Regions from separate parts of the Mus musculus genome. Here region 2 is linked to region 1. A link is a contact called in public promoter capture Hi-C data. All regions are on one chromosome and are shown on one strand. The core of a region is the stretch at or near the end of the contact, and the rest is flanking DNA. Distances in the headings are between cores, read along the strand shown.

What was found. Promoter capture Hi-C pulls out the DNA fragments that hold promoters and counts their contacts.
Region 2: a contact with region 1 is called in a promoter capture Hi-C map of pre-B cells, with 2.4 times the contacts expected there. The contact joins the promoter of Gzma here to the promoter of 4930526H09Rik in region 1. A contact is called at or near these places in 3 of 39 promoter capture datasets (liver and pre-B cells).

Annotation. Positions count from the first base shown.
Region 1 is chr13:110,899,686-110,906,665 of GRCm38.p6, reverse strand. It overlaps 4930526H09Rik (RIKEN cDNA 4930526H09 gene), which reads left to right and starts at 2,820. Exons shown (of 3, transcript NR_131194.1): 1 at 2,820-3,297. It overlaps Gm38397 (predicted gene, 38397), which reads right to left and starts at 3,167. Exons shown (of 5, transcript NR_131193.1): 1 at 3,139-3,167; 2 at 2,842-2,899; 3 at 2,423-2,588; 4 at 36-502.
Region 2 is chr13:113,097,280-113,103,868 of GRCm38.p6, reverse strand. It overlaps Gzma (granzyme A), which reads left to right and starts at 2,888. Exons shown (of 5, transcript NM_010370.3): 1 at 2,888-2,987; 2 at 5,484-5,628. The coding sequence starts at 2,918. It also overlaps a transcript of Cdc20b not described here.

The DNA.
Region 1 (6,980 bases), core at 1,571-4,070:
ACACACACACGTTTTAAAGGCTTTGTGTTCAGCATGTAAAACAACTAAGGTATTATTTCCTGAGGAACTACTATGAATTAGATAGGAGTATCCTTGAATTCATCAAGACTGCAGTCTGGAAGTAAAGATAGAAATGGAACATACAATAGAATCTATGTCCAAGAGAAGAAACCATAGCATAGCCTAGAACCAGACAGCAATGGTGATGTCAACTGAGATGAACTCCATGCTTCCTACATACACAGGCATAGTTCTAAGTGAGTTACATTGTTTTACAATTGTTCTTATAAAGAGTGTAAGAAGTTATAGGCTTCATTGTGGTGTTTCCATGCACACTCTTCTTGATCCCCATCTCCCATTATCCTCTTGGTTTTGGTCCCATTCTGATGGTCCTTCCCATGCCAGTAGTTGCCCTTTCTGTTGGATGTCTTCCATCCCTGTCTTCCTCTCTACTCCCACTTCAGGACTTACTTCCCCATTATCCTTCTTTTAGTTTTCCAATCTGTATTCCCATACAAAAAAAAAAAGAGAGAGACAAAAAATTAAAATCAAGAATCTACTAATGAGATTAGTACATGTGGTTGTCTTTCTGACTCTGAGATGCTTCACTTAACATAATAATTTCCAGTACCATCCATCTTCCTGCAAGTATCACTGTCTTAGTCTTCTTATGGGTAAGAGAAAGTCTATTTTGCTGTATTAACCACATTTTAAAATTTGTTTTCTTTTTCTTTTATAAAATCATCTTTTATTTTGACATGATAGTTACATCATTTCCCTCAGCCATTTCCTCCCCTCAAGGTCTCCCTGGTATCCCTCCTCGCTCTTTTTCAAATTTGACTCCATTCATCTATAGATGGACATCTGAATTGGTCCATTCTCTTAGCTATTGTGAATAGTGGAACAGTAATAGGCGACTTACAGTCCTCTGGGGAAGTGCTCAGGAGTAGCCTAGCTGGGTGTGATGGTGCTCCTTGTTGTAGATTGAGTTTGTTTATTTTCATGTTTAATCACCACACTGATTTGCATGGAGGCTGCACTCATTTATACGCCTACCAGCAGTGAATAAAGGTTCCTCTTTCCTCACATCCGCACAAGTGAGCAATAAACACTTTTAAAAGTATTTGGCATCTTTAGCAACTAGAAAATGCAAAGCAAAAACAACTCTGAGACTTATTTGTAATTTATCACCTTTCATTTTAGAGATGAGAGAGCTGAAGCCTAAGAGGAATTAGACATTATATATTTTTCCCAAGATGCATAGATAAAAACCACAGGGTTTGATTTCCGTCCTGTGACTGTCAGTCTCAGTTTCTTTGTTGTACCCTTAGACACTGTCACAACTGAACGAGCTCAGCATGTCCTTTCTGTAGGAAGATCCCTAGAGTTTGGAACAATAGTCATGATTGTGGAAAGTTCTCAGGGTGTTCCTTTTCTCCTTAACAATTAGTATAGATTGAAAATAAAGTTAAAATGTTTCTAACTGTTAAGGTGATGGTAGTTAGATCCAGATTGATAGAGGCAGCACAGAGTTAAAAGAAAGAGGAGACAGACCATATATAAATATATATTCTGTATATAGAAGCAGAATTGCCCTTTAATCTGAACAGCTGAAGGGGAGAGGTCTCTCTGAGTGAATGGAAGCTACTTACATTAGCACAGTGGGCTAGGGGATTTTATAGGAAAGAGGAATGACTTTGGGGATAGAAGCTTCTATCTGAGGTCAGTTCCCCTGCAGGGTCCCAGCGGAAAACACCAAAGGAGGTTAGTGTGTTATCTATCTTAATAGAAGCCAGGTGTTATTACCAGTCAAGTTTCCAGTCTGGATTTTCTCAGTCTACCTGAGACTTTTAACCCTTCAGTGGTATCCTGGGGAAGGGAGGGGTGGTACTAGTGACTTTCACATTAAGTGAAGAGTTTATTTAACAGTAATGTACTGACTTAAAAAAACTGTGACGAATATATGACAGTAAAATATTAACCACAGACAGAATAGAGGGAAATAAAGACATCCTCTATACCAGTGATTCCTAACCTTCTTAAAGCTGCAGACCCTTTAATTCAACTCCCCCTGTGGTGAATCCCATGACAAAATTAGTTCATTGCTACTCCATAACTAATTTTGCTACTGTTTTGAATCACGATGTAAGTATCTATCTGGATATCTGACATATGACCCTCCAAAGAGGTTGCTATCCACAAGTTGAGAATCACTGGAGTCTATACCACCTTGGCGGCATTTTTGTAAATCTGAAACAATTTGGAAAGCAAGCTTATGAATGATACAGTGATAGAGGAAGCTCATGATAACACCCACGAGTAGCTCAAAGGCCACAATGCTTCTGCTCTCCAGAGAGAGGTGACCGCTCTCCTGTAAGCTCTCTGCTTTGGAGCTCCAGCCACATCACCACACCTCCATCACCTTACAGAGCATGCCTCCAGTTTGTTTAAGTCTCTGAAGTGGTGAGGCTCACTGCGTATGCTCCATTCTGTCCTCGCGCTGTGCTGGTTTCTGTGGCGCAGGCAGCTATGCGCTTCACATTTATCTTCTTACTGACACTCAAAACTGGCCTTCCTTTGTCGGGATTCTGCAAGACCAAAGGAAGTGTTTTAAAACGTCCTTCTGTTAGGTTACCACGCATGATGATCCTAGTCAAGTCCTGATAGCTGAGCCATTTGGATCTGGCCTTTGTGACAGGTTTCTTGTTCTGGAAGTCTGAGTCCTGGGAGATCCAGAACATGATTGGCTTCTATGGCATGTCAGCCCTGCAGAGCCTCGTCTGCCTCTTATACAAGCATCCTGTTGCTTTTGATCTCTTATTTCTAAGGTTACTAGCTTACCATGGATGGCTGTAGTGAAGGTATAGCCACAAGACTGAGGAATCAATACAGCATACATCTGTTAGCAACACAGGAGGCCAACTTGAAGTTAGGTCAGAAAGGATATATTCAAAAAGTTCCCAAAGTTCTGATTCCTACGTGTTTCTGAAATGTGCCCCTTCTTGTATCAGTTGGGGTCCATCTGATAAAGAACACCTTTGAAATCTATCTTGGGTGAGAGAAAGATTGGTCCTCAGAGCATTGCTGGTTTGGATGATGGAAAAGGTGAGATGCCAAACAGAAGACAAGGCCACTCACGTTAGCTGTAGCAGGAAGCTATAATCAGCGCTGGGCTGTGTGGACAAAGAGAGGAAGTAGTGTTTCCACAGCCAAGGGTGGGATCCCTGGACTGCAGCCAGGACTGGAGCATGCGTGCACAGAGGCAGCTGAAGCCAAAGAGGAAATACAACTGCTGCTGTAAGTGTCATCTGAGGCCTTAGAGAGAGAAACATCCTGAAGTTTTCTGTTTTTCAGGCTGCTGACAGTAAATATTTCTGGGCAAAGCTAACCAGAAACCTGCTAACCCAGAGGCTCTTTTCAGCACAGAGCAGAGAAGCGAGTTCTCTTTTCAGATACAAAGGACCGCTGCTCCAGCTGAGCCTCTACCTTCTCCTTCTCCTTCTTGTACTGTTACTTATGGTACAGACATACATGTACACATGTCCTCACAGACGTTCCTGACACAACAGTGATAGTCTCCTTCCGTTTCTTCTTTCATACTTTAGACAGAATGATGGTCTAAAACAAACAGATTTGGCTCCTGTTTAAGCCAAAAAATAATTCCTTGTCACTGTGTATCAAGCCCAAGAATTTTATCACGGAAGTCAAGTTTTTTTGTCTGGCTCTTATCTTCCTCTTTAGCCTTTTTCTCCCGCAATTCAGGGCTAAAGGTGAAGTTCTGTGGGCAAAGTGCTTGCTTGCTTAGAATGTGCAATGTCTTACACTTAATCCTCAGGAATGCAAAAATATGAAAATGATGGTTTGTTTCCTACAACTGTTGCATGGCTCGTCTTGAATGCAATGAAGACTATGTAAGACACAGAGTCATCATAGACAGCTATGGCCAAGGTGTCAGAGCGTCAGCTGTTAACTCTCCATCCTCAAATAGCTTCTAGAACCCTGGAAGAACATGAGATGGGAAGATTTCACCTACTCCAGGGAAATAAAGGGGCAGAGAGATGCATGGGCTATGGAATGATGCCAACGGATCAGAGAACAAGTCTGTGCGATTTGTGACATTCTTAGTAAAACCCATCACGTTTGATAAGTCTGGCTATGTGGTATGAAATTTGATTGAGAATAGAACTTCGTGTCTAAAGAAGTGGTTCTCACTACTATTCCTAAAATTAACTTACTGCTAACAGACCTCTGGTGGAATAAAGGACTGTGGAAGGTTCACTCTTAATAGGAACAGATGCTAACTGTCATCTACAGCTCCTACCTTCTCTCCACCCCCACAGGCACTCCTCCTAAACTCCTAGTCCCCATTCTGCTTGTGTGACTTAAGGCTTTGGTAATGATTGGCTTTGGTTCATGGCTGTCTGCATTTAACCAGTGAGCACTGGAACACAAATAACTTACTAGTGGACACTTTAGTGAAGACAGTGATTTCCCCAACCCCAGCAGACCACAGCCAGTATTAGTCTGTAGCTGAGGGGTGTACTGTCTTCATCACATAAACAAACACACCCATATATAAACATGCATATACATCCATGCACATACACATACATACACACATATACATAAACACACCTACACATAGAACAATATACACATACATTTACGTACATATACACACATACATGCACATACATATAGATACACAACACATAAATATACACATACACAAATATATACCCATACATATATACATACACACACCTATATACACATATGCATACATAAATACACATACACAAAATACTTGACAAGAGTTGATATATTTCTAAATCAGGTCATCTCAGTTTCCTAATATTTAGGTTTTTTGAAAACAGAGTTCACTTCAAAAGCTTATTTCCTTTTGAATTATAAATATCATTTACTGTATGTTTTTCAAACTCCAAATGTAGCTAAGTCATCCGTAATCCATCCATAATTTGGGCTAATATAATTTTTTTAATCTTTTTTTTTAATCTTCCTCAGGAGACATTAGCTAATATGGAGGTTATATAGTAGGAGATGTCCACAGAAAGTAGATTCTGAAAAGGAAATAGAGTAGCACATATTTGTTAGAGAATGTCTTAAGAATAATCCACATAAAAGAGTTGACTATAGCTTGGAAGAGAAAATGTTGAGATAGGCTGTCGCAACAAGAGATTGGCCACAGTAGCCACTGTAACAGCCAGGTGTGATGGCCTTTCTGATTTGTGCTGATTCAGGGAAAAGGCATGTTGATGTAGCAAATCAGTAATCAGCAGGGCCATTTAAGGTGAGCCATCTTTATTCAGATAAAAGAATCCCAAACAGGAATGGCAGTGAGGTCCATTTCCCACAGTCCTATCAAAGCTGGGAGAACAAACCCTTCATTCTTACCTTTGTGGGGATGTGGGTGGTGAACCGAAGCATTGCCTCAAGTGTATTTATTATAAACCTCAGTATATATAATAATACATGTACTGAATGTATACTCAAGATAATCATGTAAACAATTATTCATATAATTATAAAATACATAGTTATTATGCAGACAAATGGCAAAAGCATAAACTGCCTGGCTCATGATGAAAGCTAGACTTGAATAAAAACAGTAAGTTATCCAGCACTGCGCATCTTGCCTACATATACTCTGTATCTGTCTCCGACTCAAGAAGTCAAAGCATGGGTTTTCAAGGGCCATGCATGCCTCATACTCCAGTGAAGCATATTCCTTCCTATGGTACGGATGCTGAGATCTGGCATGCAGTTATAGTTCCTGTAGTATACACACAAGATGATGTCTTGTTTTTATCTGTATCTGGGCCTTAAAACAAAATGAAAGTAAAGATGAAAAATCATAAAACCATTATATGGTAGAGCTGAATGCCTTTGAAAAAAATCAGCTGTTTCTCCTCAGATACTGTACAGACCTCCTCCCCTTTATGTGCTCGGTTACCCTCTTCCAAATTTAGCCATTCTCCAGAACTAATGGTTATGTAGCAGCAGACCAGAAAGGAAGCTGTCTCACTAAATATCCCCTGGTCAATAGTCTCTCTCATTTCCTAGGTTTAACTCATGATGCTATGGGACTCCTTTCCTCTGTACCTTGCCTTGACTTAGCAGTTGAAATGAGGAGGGCTCAGAACCACTGTGCCTCCTTGAGACACAGTCCCTAGAACCTGGTACCCCAAAGGGCAGGTGTAAGATGCACAGATGACTGAAAGGAGAAATGGCTTCAATTTGTTCAGGTGGAGCTGAGCTGCACGGAAGTGCAGGCCTGGATTGAGGTGAGCTGTGTGAAGAATTAGGAAAGGAGGCTGCCCCAAGGCCAGCTGGTGAAACTGACTCTCCATGAAAATCATCACCATTGGTCCCAGCTTTCTCCCTTTAGTGCTTTCCTGTTCCTCTTGGCCACAGAGTTAGATCTGAGTTAGATATCATTTATAAAGGAAAATTGGGAACACTTACAAAGAAGAAGATGAACTAAATATGTTTCCTTTGTTTTGAGAAATTATTTTATGTATTTCTCCATTGACTTAGTCAGGTAGTCATTTGCCCATTCATTTATAGTCCAACGGCAGTTGCTTTTTGCTTTGGTTTCTGCAGCCAGATAATGTGGGCCCTTGATCTAAAACTGACAGGCAACTTATGCTATGTGTACTGAGGGTTGTTTAAAATACTTAGGCCTGGGGCTGAAAGGATAGGGCGGAGGTGGAGCGTGAGGTCAACCTGTGTAAGGCACTCAGGAGAATTCTCTGAAGCAGCAACAAAGCAAGTAAGAACCTGGATATTTAAGGTGACAGAACCTCGATTCGTTTGATATCATTGCCACAAAAAGTAATAAGTTTTTCTTCTATTTAAAAATATTTAAAACTCTTTAAAATGTTTAAGTGTATAGGTGTTCTCAGCCAGCATGTATCTATGTGTACCACATGTCGTTGTTATTTTATGCGAAACCATCA
Region 2 (6,589 bases), core at 1,639-4,138, 2.2 Mb before region 1:
CAATCTGGATGTTCCTCAGAAAATTGGAATAGATCTACCTGAAGACACAGCTATACCACTCTTAGAAATATACCCAAACGATGCCCCACCATGCCAAAGGGGCACGAGTTCCACTATGTTCATAGCAGCCGTATTTGTGATAGCCAGAAGCTACGACAGAAGAATGGATACTGAAAATGTGGTTCATTTACACAATGGAATACTACTCAGCTGTTAAGAACAAGGACATCCTGACTTTTGCAGGCAGATGGATGGAACTAGAAAATATCATCCTGAGTGAGGTAACTCAGACCCAAAAGAACATGCATGGTATGTACTCACTAATAAGTGGCTATTAGCCAAAAAGAAAAGAAAAGACAAAAAACATACAGAATACACAAGATACAGTCCACAGAATTCAAAAGGCTCAACAAGCTGAAGTGCCCAAGTGAGGATACCTCAGTCCCACTTGGGAGAGAGAAGAAAGCAATCACAAGTGGGGAGGGTGGGAGGGAGGGAGGGAGGGAGGGAGGGAGGGAGGGAGGGAGGGAGGGAGGGAGGGACTTGGGAGGGAAAGTATGGGGGTGGGGGTAGAGGGGAACCTGATCTGGTATTGGGTGAGGGAAAAGAACTGAAGCCCTGAGGGCCAGCAGAAAGAATGTAAACAGGCAACCTCAGGAAATAGGAGGTTGCCCCCAGCCCCTATCCCCACCAGAATTCACCAGAGACCTGGAAGGTGAGAGACTCCCATGACTCATAGGGAAGGACCTTTGATGAAATGCCAGTAGGGAGAGGGAACTTATAGAGCACACCACACTTCCAGCAGGAAGACAAGACATCAAGTGAGGGATGGGGTTTCCAACCCCACAGTCACACCTCTGACCCATAATTGTTTCAGTCTGAAAGAATTACAGGGATGGAAATGGAGAGGAGTCTGAGGAAAAGAAGGTCCAGCGGCAGGCCCAAAGTGGGATCCAGCTCAAGGGGAGGTCCCAGGGTCGGACACTACTACTGAGGCTATGTAATGCTCACAAAAAGGGATCTATCATGACTGCCCCCTGAAAGACCCAACAAGCAGCTGAAAGAGTCAGATGCAGGTATTTGCACCCAACCAATGGACAGAGCCTGCTGACTCCTGTTGTTGAGTTAGGGAAAGCTGAAAGAAGCCGAGGAAGAGGGCGATCCTGTAGGAGGACCAGCAGTCTCAATTGATCTGGACCCCTGAGATCTCTCGAACACAGAACCATCAATCAGGCAGCACACACCAGCTGATATGAGGCCCCCAACACACATACCTCCAGGTCTGTGTTCATTCAAAGATGATGCACCTAACCCTCAAGAGACAGGAGGCCCCAGGGAGTTACAGGTCAGGTGGGGTGGGGGTGGAGGCATCCACATGGAGATGGGGTGGGGTTGGGAGGAGCTGTGGGATGTGGAGCAGCCAGATGGTGGATGGGGTGTGGCAGGGAATGGAATATGGAGTGTAAAAAATGAGTTACAAATAAAATTAAATTTAAATGTATATATATATATAAAATATAACATAATAATAATTTTTAAAAGTCAGAATAAATGGAGAAAACATGACCACAGTTATATATAAACAAAACTGACAATCTTCCCCCCTTTTCATTCGGTGCAAGTGTGAATTTGTAAAAGGAAAAAAAAAAACTGACAAGAAAATTACTCATGAAAACCTGAAGCATGCTATCTCACGATCTCCTGCTATCTCACTGATGTTCCCGACAATGATGAAATGATAATGACCAAATGATAACGTGGGACCAAGAACCACAGGTGTCTCAGCAGGGGGCCCTTCTAAGGTCACGTGGTTTCTGAAGAAGTACTCAGTTGGCCTGAAGCCACAAGGTGTTAACGGTGGGGACGAGGGGCTTAACCAGACATCCTCGTGGGACAAACATAGAGCCGGCCCTGTGCCTCACGACAGAGACCACTTCCTCTACTCAGATAGAAAGCTCAAGACTTTCTACTAGAAACCAAGTCAGCACTGTCCTCCAGAGACGGACCATGGAGGATGTCTGTTTCAAGAAAGCAACTGTCCCTAATGCTGGGACAAATTAACCTATCCTTGATTACACGTACTTTATTATTACGGCACGAACTACTGTCCATAAATGTCCCTCTAGACCTCTGCTTGTATTCGTCTTATCTATTCTTATAACCCAAGAAAATAGGTAAAAAGAAATGTGCTTTGGGACCAATTTTAGGACTTTTTTTTTTAATTCCAAGTGTGTGTGTGTGAGAGAGAGAGAGAGAGAGAGAGAGAGTGTGTGTGTGTATACATGTGTATGCATATGCACGAAGAGACCAGAGATTGACCCTGGCATCTTCCTCAAGCAGTTCCCACTATCTTTTGAGACAGGGTCTCTCACTAAACCTGGAGGTTGCCAGTGCAGTTAGATCTTCCTATCTCTGCAGTTCTGGGATCACAGCCACACGCTATTGCACCCAGATTGTTTTGTGGGTTCTGGGGATTTGAACTCAGGTCCTTGTGTTTGTGTGGCAAGTACTTGAACAGATGATCTACCTCCTTAGCATCTAAAACTCTGATTTCTGGCTTTTCAAAGAGCTCCTACTAAGGGACCCTGAAGAAAATATGGCCATTGATAAAAACACCCCAACTGAGTCATTTCTAGTCCCTGCTTATGAACTACATTCTAATGGCAACACGATTCTCTTCCCTCTCAGCTTTCCCTAGGAGGCTACAAACCTCCATCTCCACCGGGCAGCACAAACTACAACAGCACTACTGCAGGTGAGGAGGGACAACGCCTACTCTCCCTATTTTAGTTTCATTTTCCAGCTCTACACCTGGACATTTGAAAGAGAAGAACAAAACCACATCCTTTGCACTCTCATATATAAGTAGAAAGAAACAAACACAGAGATCCCTGCTGATTGGGGTGGGAGAGCCACGATGAGGAACGCCTCTGGTCCCCGGGGGCCATCTCTTGCTACTCTCCTTTTTCTTCTGCTTATTCCTGAAGGTAAGACAGACTCATGTAATTTTCATCAAAACCATCATAGAATAGATTTGTGGGGTGCTTTCACCATGATGTCTTAAGTATAACTGAGAATACTCAAAGCCTGGGAACACTTAGCATTCATTTTTGAATTTCAGTAGTTTTAGAGGAAAAAATATGTATTCATAGTTTCTTTCCAAAAATTAGCAGAACCACCAATGGAGATTGCTGCCGATTTATAGCTTGAATATTGCCTTAAAAGGGAACTTGAGATGAGCAAAGAAATGAATGAAATACTCTTGAGTTGGGAGATCAACCTGTCTTCCAAGAGAGGTAATAGTGGTAAATGAGGCATCTCAGCCTTTCTTTCTTTGACTACTGTGCAGACAGCTTTGGAGAGGGTCACACCTAACCAAGCTGGACAGCAGAAGCTAATGAGGACTGTGGGGAGTTTCTCACTATTTCTCTTGGTTAGTGTTTTCCTGGCAAGTCTTCCTGACTCTGGGGAAGATCTCTCACACGGACTGCTTGGGAGAGCTGTAGTATTTTCTCTTCAGCTGTTCCTGCTATGTAGTGAATAGGAACCAATATTCCTGTCTGAGGGAAAGGACCATGCACTGGTGGGAATGCCATCATTGTTCTTGCCCTGACCCGGGAAGAACAACAGCTTCTGTGAGGTTCTCCATGTCCCTTGAAGAACCTGGTAGGAAGATTGGCGGGGGGTAAAAATGGCAGGCAAATATGGAAACCGCCAGGATTTACCCCAGGACAAATAAGCTTTTAGAAGTAGGAGATGCAGAGAGGAATCTAAAAGAAGTCCTAGGATTTAGCGTGTGACTAACAATGAAAGGGAATTTTAAAACAAGGTTGAAAGATGTTTGAGACCAAAAGTGGACACATGACCAGCATGGCAGTGCTATGAGATTAGAGCAGATTTTCTTTCCTCTTTATTCCTTTATAATTGAATTTTGGTTTTCTGAGGTTTTTTTTTTAATCCAATTATTTATTTTCTTCAAAGTAAACAGTAAGGACAACTTTTCCTTTTACACTTTGTTTTCCGTGTTCAGAGCAGCTGTGTGGACCCAGAAGGGAGGGAGCAAGAACGCAGTACGTCATATGCTGGACTAGTCAGAGCAGTCTGGCAGGCTTTTGAAACAATGTCTGAACACCCCAGCTCCTGCCTCACAAATTCTACTAATATGACTCTGAATGGGGTGAGCATTGCTGGTCTTTAAAGCTTTCCACCTGCTCTAATCCTTATGACGACCTTTTTAAGACTGGCTGGTGGCAACCTGGCCCTACTGCTCAGGCCAGCATGTGTGCTCAGAGCCAGAGCCCTACAGAAGAGAATCTCCTTGAATTCATCATGATGTCCACAGATAGTCCTTTGCAGTCCAGCTTTGTGAGAGTCACCCCAGGAAAACTAGGGATGTGGATAAATTCCCTTTGATTCTGTTCCATTCTATTTCTGAAGCCTAAAATTCTGCCTTCGTCCCAATTCCCTTATGGAAAGTGAACCCTGCCTTCTCTCTTCCTGCCTCTCACTCTCCTCAACCTGATGAGAAGTTCCAGGTCTACAACTGACACTTTGGGCCAGTAGTTGGACTTCGTTATGGAATAAGAAGTGTTGATCTCTACTCAAGCAAACATAACACTCAGCCAAAACGGGCAGAAGGGTTTCAGGAGAATCCAGGAATATTTTGCATAGAAGTTGAAATCCAGAAGCTCTGTCACAGGACACAAGGTCATTTCCCATCAACCATGCCTGCGTTGTGCCTCTCTGTCTCCCCATTCTCTCACAGTAGATCTATTAGCCTGGCCCATTTCATGCAAGTTCTGCTAAGGCTGATTATCTACTCATAGTTCCTCTGCTCCTTATAGTTCATTTGGAAAGGGTTTTAACTAAACCATGTTAGGTCTGGGGATTGAATGAGAACCTGAGGTGCAACCTGTGTTATTCTCCTGACTTGTGGATGAGAGTGCTGCTCTTGATACCTGAAATCTCACAGTGACCACAGTCTTCCTGAAGGGTCACAGGTAAAAGGTGCAAACATCAACTTGTATACTGTGATTTTGAACGGCCTCTGAGTGAAAGTGGGAAAGCAGCAGGCTTCTAAAAACCCACTCCTTGCCCTGCTTCAATTCACACTCATCCAGAGGGGAGTAGGGACACCAGGGCTTGCATAATCACCAGCAGCTCCTCTATAGCAACCACTGCTGGTGCTGACCACCGCACAGCTCTCTGCCCTTAGCAAACCCTGAGCTCTGAGACTACAGTTATGACAGATCTCCAGCTGAAAGGTTCCCAGGCCACCAGTGGCAGGCTCCTGTGGATGTGAGAGCAGGAGCCCAAAAGGGTCAAGACTTAGGGTGAGACTTCAGGACTACATTGGGTATAAATATAAGGTGATATCGAATTCTCTCCAAATTCAAAAAGCATGCCTTGTTCCAGAAATGTGGCTTTCTTGAGGGACTATTAGCAATGGGCACTGACCAGGCTGGCCTTCTTCTGTTGAACAGGAGGCTGTGAAAGAATCATTGGAGGAGACACGGTTGTTCCTCACTCAAGACCGTATATGGCTCTACTTAAACTTAGTTCAAATACCATCTGTGCTGGCGCTTTGATTGAAAAGAACTGGGTGTTGACTGCTGCCCACTGTAACGTGTAAGTTCTTGAGATTAAAATGATTTTGGATATATAGTCTATTGAAAAGAGATAGTGATAATAAGACTATATCTCGCTAACACATGGAAAAACTACATATTTTTTCATATATAAGGGAAGTCTTTGACAACCTGCCTTGATCTGAAATGTAGTTAAGCCCAGATTTGTCACAAGGAGTCAAGTCAATGAGGATATAATGTCCATAAGGTCTATCCATGGGGGGGAAGACACACACACACACACACACACACACACACACACACACACACACGAGAGAGAGAGAGAGAGAAACAGGCTTGCTGGTATAGGGAGGTAGTAGAGTAAAACTCGAAAGAAATGGGATAGAACAGGAGTGAATATGACCAGGAGACATCATATCTAAGATTTTAAAAAAGATAATAAATGGATTTATTAAGTGGAAATAAAATCAGTCTGGTTATGGAGGGGGGGGAATCACTCCCAAGCACTAATGAGCTAGTGAGCTGAGGTAAGGCTAAAATGCCAGCAGCTGCTATACCCCAGACACTCCATGCATCATTACATAGCTTCCACCTCTCCCACTTCTCTTGAGCATGTTCCATTTGCTGTGTAAATCCCCTGTAGAGAAGGGTTCCTGGTCCTTCTCTGCCAAGTTGCTTCTCTCGGCTGTTGTCTTGGTGACACTGTCCCCAGTGCCTCTACTCTTGCCACAACACTACAAAGGCAGCAAAAATTGTAACTAATTGAAGCCAACTACAATTACAAATTCACTTCTTTGACTTCTTCACCCAAGTCTTTCATAGCCAGATATGGCTCATGGGTATTGGGCCATGCAATTTATAAAACATTGTTATCAAATCATGCTCTGGAGAGTACATTTATGATGTCTTGAGACCAGTCTCAGCTGGAATACTGGAGAAAAGGGGATGTGAACATCGCATGGTTTGGTGTGTAACAGGTTGTGAATGACAAGAGTCATTAG